Regions from separate parts of the Mus musculus genome. Here region 1 is linked to region 2. A link is a contact called in public Hi-C data. All regions are on one chromosome and are shown on one strand. The core of a region is the stretch at or near the end of the contact, and the rest is flanking DNA. Distances in the headings are between cores, read along the strand shown. Region 1 overlaps Lrmda (leucine rich melanocyte differentiation associated). Region 2 overlaps Lrmda (leucine rich melanocyte differentiation associated).

Region 1 (2,700 bases), core at 115-2,614, 200 kb before region 2:
CCCGGAGCCAAGAAGGCTCCCGCCGGCGCCTGTGCCACAAACCTCTCAGGCCAGGCAGGAGGTCTGTATTTTTAAAGTATTAACCATGCCATGTACTTAAATTATCTCTATCTTGTACTCCCATTTCTTCGTCGTAACATCACACCTCAATATCTCCCGAAGAAGTTCCCTCTAAAACAAGCTATTAAGTGACCTGACATGGAATCTGTACCTCAGACAAGTGGTTGCAGAAGAGCTTTCAACACAAGCTGTCTATTGTCTGACATGTTTCTATTTATTTCTACCAATGTATGCCATTTTTCAAATCCTCCTATCCCTATAGGGGTGACTTATTTGGTCTGTTTTATTTGGAAAGGGGGAAGAATCAAAAGCTAGTTGTATGGTTGTTGGGTTGTTTGTTTGTTTGTTGTGTTGTTTTTTGTTTTTGTTTTTTCTTGGTCATCAGATGAAGCCATCTCTGCCTTATTTCTGTCTGCTGAAAGAGATGGCACCATGCCTGGCCAAGTCCCCTTTCCTTCAGCCTCCATAGTCCAGCCAGACTCACAGCAGTGCTACAAAATATAGACTTGAAAAGTAATTAAGATATAAGTATTCCAGAAGAGAACACATGGTTATTTAAAGCCATTGGACAGCTTTCAAAAGGAAAGATCTATGAAATCCAAGGGCTGAGAGCCATCACGCTGTTTGCCTCCATTTCTCACATTAAGAATAGAGACTAATTATAAATCTCCAGCAAATATGACCTGGTAAAGAGTTTTCAAACAAAAGCCTGCACTGAACAGGATATCTGGCAGATCTGGGCACTTGTTTTCACTAATAACCATTAAAGTTGTTCCTAGTAAAGCCTTTTACAGCAGCATTAGAAATATCAGGGTTTACGTTTTCCTTAATGAATCACTGCACTGTGTTACCATTGCACCACGGTCTCCCAGCGGCTCCTGATCCTCGCTTTGTCTCCGTGGTGCCTCTTTCCCCCTGTAACATTTCGTTTCCAATGACACGTCAGCCGTCTTTCACCAACCTCAAAGGAAAGTTGAATGCAGGGCTCACAAAGTTAAGCTGACATTTGCTCCCTTCCAATAAAAAATATTTAGTCCATTAAACATAAATACCTGTCATTATGATACATGGAGTGGGTGCGAGCCTCCCGGTTCCCTCTGATGTTTATTACATCCAAGCAACTGCAGTGCCTGCATGTTTTCAACTTTAGTGTATTGATTAAACTTTTAAATGGCTGCCATATAACCCAGGGACAGCGGGAAGATTAATTTGCGTCAATGTTCATCTGTAATTCATTAGCCATTTATTCTTTACAACCACATGGGCTATCAAGAAAATGCAGGCCATTTTTCACTCGGCACAGGCTGAGAACAGATTCTGAAATTTGTGCTGCATACAAATAAGTTCCCGGGGTCTGGCCAGTTAAACTGCTTGGCTTTTCAAAAGTTGAGGAGAGGAGGAGTGGGGTAGGGGCATGAAGACTCCTGGGGGGAGGGAACGGGCATCTTCAGGCTTAACTGTGTTTGTTAGTTCTCTGCAAGGGGAGGAACGAGCATCTTCAGGCTTAACTGTGTTGGTTCTCTGCTTTTCTGTCCATGGACACTGGTTTCTTCTTACAGTTGGATTAAAATAACGGAAACCTGTGTCTGAGCAGAGGCAATAAATAACCCAGTTGCTCTCTTCCCCATCCGCTCTCTTCCCCAACACTTCTCTTCCCACCCCTACCTAATGTCTCCTAAAGTGCTGTTCCTGGCAGAAAACCTCAGCCAGTTGCAGTGAAGTAGAAAAGTGTGTAGCCTAGAGGAATCTGGAGCTGTCAAGTCAGGGACAGTGGCATTTGAACCAGCTCTTCCCCAAACAGTGGAATCTCAACCCTGCCTGGAGCTGGGAAGGTGCCCAGCTAAATAGCAGTTTCCTGAGGGAAGAGGGAAGCCATCTGGCTTCTCCACATGCCCTCCTGACCCCCTTGGCAGAAAACAGACTACAAAGTAGAGGCATACACAGAATTAAGCACACCCCTGAAAGACCCTTCCACACACAAGGTGCTATGGGAAGAAAAGGAAAGAGCTTTGTGTGCTCAGGTCAGGGCTGGAGGAGACGAAAGCACAGAAGGGGAATTGTTCTTCATAAGGATGAATAATTAAAGCAGAGAGCTTGCAGCCTGGGCCTCACTGTGGCTCATCACTGTAACAGTGAACAGCAAAGAAATCAATGGTCATGACAATACTCTCTCTCTCTCTCTCTCTCTCTCTCTCTCTCTCTCTCTCTCTCTCTGTGTGTGTGTGTGTGTGTGTCTGTCTATCTGTCTCTCTCTGCCTCTCTGTCTCTGCCTCTGCCTCTCTCTGTCTCTCTGTCTGTCTGTCTCTCTCTCTCTGTCTCTCTCTCTGTCTCTCTGTCTCTCTGTCTCTCTGTCTCTCTCTCTCTCTCTCTCTCTCTCTGTGTGTGTGTGTGTGTGTGTGTGTGTGTGTGTGTGTGTGTGTGTGTGATTGGGGAAGCTGACTGGCAGTACTAGAAGAGGCATCATGCAGTTGCTGAAGGCAAAAGCTGCCTGGTCTGTGATGCCCACAAAAAAAAAAATCAAAGGTAATATTACATACTGGTAAGCTTTGGTAATAGTATCTGAAAAAGAGCCAGCATAGAGGAAGCCTTGGGGAGGATGCAGTAAATGTCCATTTGTGCTCTAACTGCTCAGGCTGCTTA
Region 2 (3,022 bases), core at 37-2,536:
GGCTGGGTATAGTGGCTCCTGCTTACAAACCCAACTTTGGTAAAGTTTTGGAAGGGGGTTGTTAAAAGTTCAAGGCTAGTCTTAGCTACAGAGTGAGTTCTATGTGAAAAGACTTATCACCGTGGGTGGTGGTGACTCAGCTCAGTGGGTAAAGGTGCTGGCTGTTGAGCTAGACACACTGAATTCAATATCCAGAGGGACCCTCATGGTGGGAGGAGAGAACTCACTGCTACAAGTTGTTTTCTGGTCCAGGTGTACACAGCAAGATACATGTTCAAACATGTACATCACACACACACACACACACACACACACACACACACACACACACACAGCCACATGCACCAATGAATACAATTTTTTAAGAATTAAAAACTTATTATCCAGACACTTACACATCAGTGCTTGCTGTGGCATTACTCACAGTAGCTAAGTTATGGGAACTACCTATCTGTCCAACAGCAGAGGAACAGAGGAAGAAAGCATGGAGCACTTGCACAATGGAACATTTCAAGCCATTAAAAAAGGATGAAGTTACACCATTAACCGGGAAATGGATGCAACTGAAGTAGCTACAGTAAGTGAATAAGTCAGCCTCAGAAAGATACGTACTGCATGTTTTCTCTTCTTTGTGGATCGCAAGGTTTGTAAAGATACAGACAATCATATATGTACAGATGGTGTGCAAGTACAAGAGAAACTCACTAGTGCAACAGACCAAGGGGAGGATCGATGTGAGAAAGGGGGTGTGCTCAGTGTGCGTCATCCACTTCCACAGAAATGGCCTATGTGACACAGAACTAAGTGCAATAAAAAATAACCACATGAATTTAAAATAAAAAAAGTGACTAAGGTACAAGGCATCTTTGCTTGAGTGTCCGACTAGTTAGGAAACCATTACTACATACAGGACACTGCAAATAAACTGTCATGTTCGCTCTGTTATAAGGGGTTGCATAGGATATGTGTATGCTATGAGTAACACTGAGTTAGCCCAAATCCTGATCCAAAGATTGTGCGTTGCTTCACTCCTCGAAACACATCCCCAAGAACAGCAGGAGGATTAAGCTACATGACTGTTAGGTCCTTATTCACAGGTACCAGGGTTGAAGATGCACAAGAGGATCTCTAACTCTGAGACTGCAGATCCTTCACATATCGTCTCTCTATGAAGCAAGTGAGCTTCTAATTGTCCTCTTTTGTTTTAGCCAATCTTCTCAAGCCCCTGTCTTAAGCAAGGCCTGAAAGTCTGTTGATTTCACGTGTCCAAAGTAAACAGCTCTGCCTTTTCCCTTGGCTTCCTCTGTGAGCACGCGCCAGCATGACTACACATTCATCCAGAGTTTATTTCAATGTTAGTGGGAAACAAGCCGTTTCCCAGCTTAATGAATAGCATCAGTGTCTGCCTTTTAACCAAAAATGTGACCTTAAACTTGATGGATCTCACCAGAAGGCACATTTTCGAATTACTTTTCTATTGGAGGCTTATGAATATAGTTCCCCAAATTATTGTGACAGCTGTGGGGTAGTGGCTGTGTCTCAGACTCAGACGTCACAAAATGGGAGAGTCACTTCTGAACGAGGGAGGGGGGGTAAGCATGGGGAAGAAAGCAAGACCCATACCAGGGAGAGGAACACAAAATCCAACTCTTTCGAGCCTTGAGCAACAGATTAGTCCTGGGAGGTAGCTGAAACCTTGCCTTTTCTGTCACCGCCATTTTTGTTTCCAGATCATTCTAAATGGGGGCAGAGAAGGCTGAGCTCTTACAGACTCTCCAAGAGGACATCTGATATATCTTCCTTATTAAAGATGACAGGGTATAATTGATGGGCCTGGTGCCTAGCCAGTTCTAACTTTTTCTTTTTTTCCTTCTTTTTTAGAGAATGCTGTTTAATGCGCGGACATTATTTTTGGACTACTGAATGCCAGAAAATAATGAGCTGGCATTCAGCTTTGGTGAATAAGACTCTGAATTTTCATCTAAAAGCAGTTTTGAGTTATGGCTGTAGATAAGGTGTAACTGTGCAAGGGAATTTTATCCATGTTTCTCCCATGAATCATGAATGAGGGAAAAAATTACAGTCTAAATTGCACTTAAAAGGAATAAAGTCTTTTCATGTCATACATGATTTATCAAAATGATCTCATTTTAAGGGGACTGTGGTGTATCTTGATTAATCGCATTAGGACGCGTGATGAATGGCCTCTTTAATGGTAACACAGGATTTATTGGCAGCATCCCGACTGGAACCAGAAGGGTAAGAAGTAAAATATACAATAGATAGCTAATGTAGATACGGCATCAGTACTGCCCTGACTTGTTTTAAAGTTGTACCTGGAGATTCATTGTCAGGATATTCTGAAACCTGGCCTAGAAGGGGAAGCATGCCTCTCACACAAACTTAGGTCCCAAGGCAAAGCCAGGCTGCCTTCTGTAATGTATTGTATGGCTTATACCAATTCCTTTGCATTTCTATAAGGAGTCTGCGTAAATGGGTTAAACTTTGCACATTCCCAGTAGAGAGAGGGGGGACATTGCATTTGGGTAACAGCACCGCCCCCACCCCTACCCCCTGGCAAAGCTATCTCCCTATTTCAATATCCTCTTCACATTTCACTTTAATATCCTAAACGTCTTAAAAAAAAAAGAAAAAAGAAAAAAAAAGCTGGCTCTCACTAATTTCCTCCAAGGCCGACAGATCAGAGGCTTGCCTCCAAGTGTTCTTTTAGAGCCCTGGAGACCCCCTCATAATCCTGCTGCTTGTCTGCAATTAATCCTCTGAGCTGCGACATTATTACTACCACCACCCACAGACAGAGGAAGCTCCTGACCCACTGGACTCGGGATCCCAAGGAGGCTTCAAAGGTGCCAATCACACCCGCCTCCCAAAGGTGCCTGCTGTCAGCCCCAGAGGTTCCATCCTCCCCACTGATCAAACATTCTTCCTCAGGAGATGAATTCAGAGTCTCCGCCCACTTCCGCCCATATCCTCTTTCGCTTTTGAGTTTACCCAATGATCC

What was found. Hi-C and Micro-C count contacts between places; a contact is called where the count stands out from the background.
Region 1: a Hi-C map of uterus shows a contact between it and region 2, with 2.8 times the contacts expected there. The contact joins two enhancer-like sites. A contact is called at or near these places in 1 of 15 datasets of contacts at CTCF or cohesin (the NIH/3T3 cell line), 5 of 484 Hi-C or Micro-C datasets (all in uterus) and 1 of 115 datasets of contacts at active chromatin or transcription factors (fibro-adipogenic progenitors).

What each region holds. Positions count from the first base shown.
Region 1 is chr14:23,014,240-23,016,939 of GRCm38.p6, reverse strand. The region is part of intron 6 of Lrmda (leucine rich melanocyte differentiation associated); the gene reads right to left. Among named protein-coding and RNA genes, the nearest start is that of Gm10248, 79 kb to the left of the region's middle. Within about 2 kb of position 1,364, at least 46 of the 459 cell types and tissues checked have an H3K27ac peak or open chromatin away from gene starts, as enhancers often do. A contact at or near this core is called in uterus, where this site is marked.
Region 2 is chr14:22,813,460-22,816,481 of GRCm38.p6, reverse strand. The region is part of intron 5 of Lrmda (leucine rich melanocyte differentiation associated); the gene reads right to left. Among named protein-coding and RNA genes, the nearest start is that of Gm30926, 14 kb to the right of the region's middle. Within about 2 kb of position 1,286, at least 63 of the 459 cell types and tissues checked have an H3K27ac peak or open chromatin away from gene starts, as enhancers often do. A contact at or near this core is called in uterus, where this site is marked.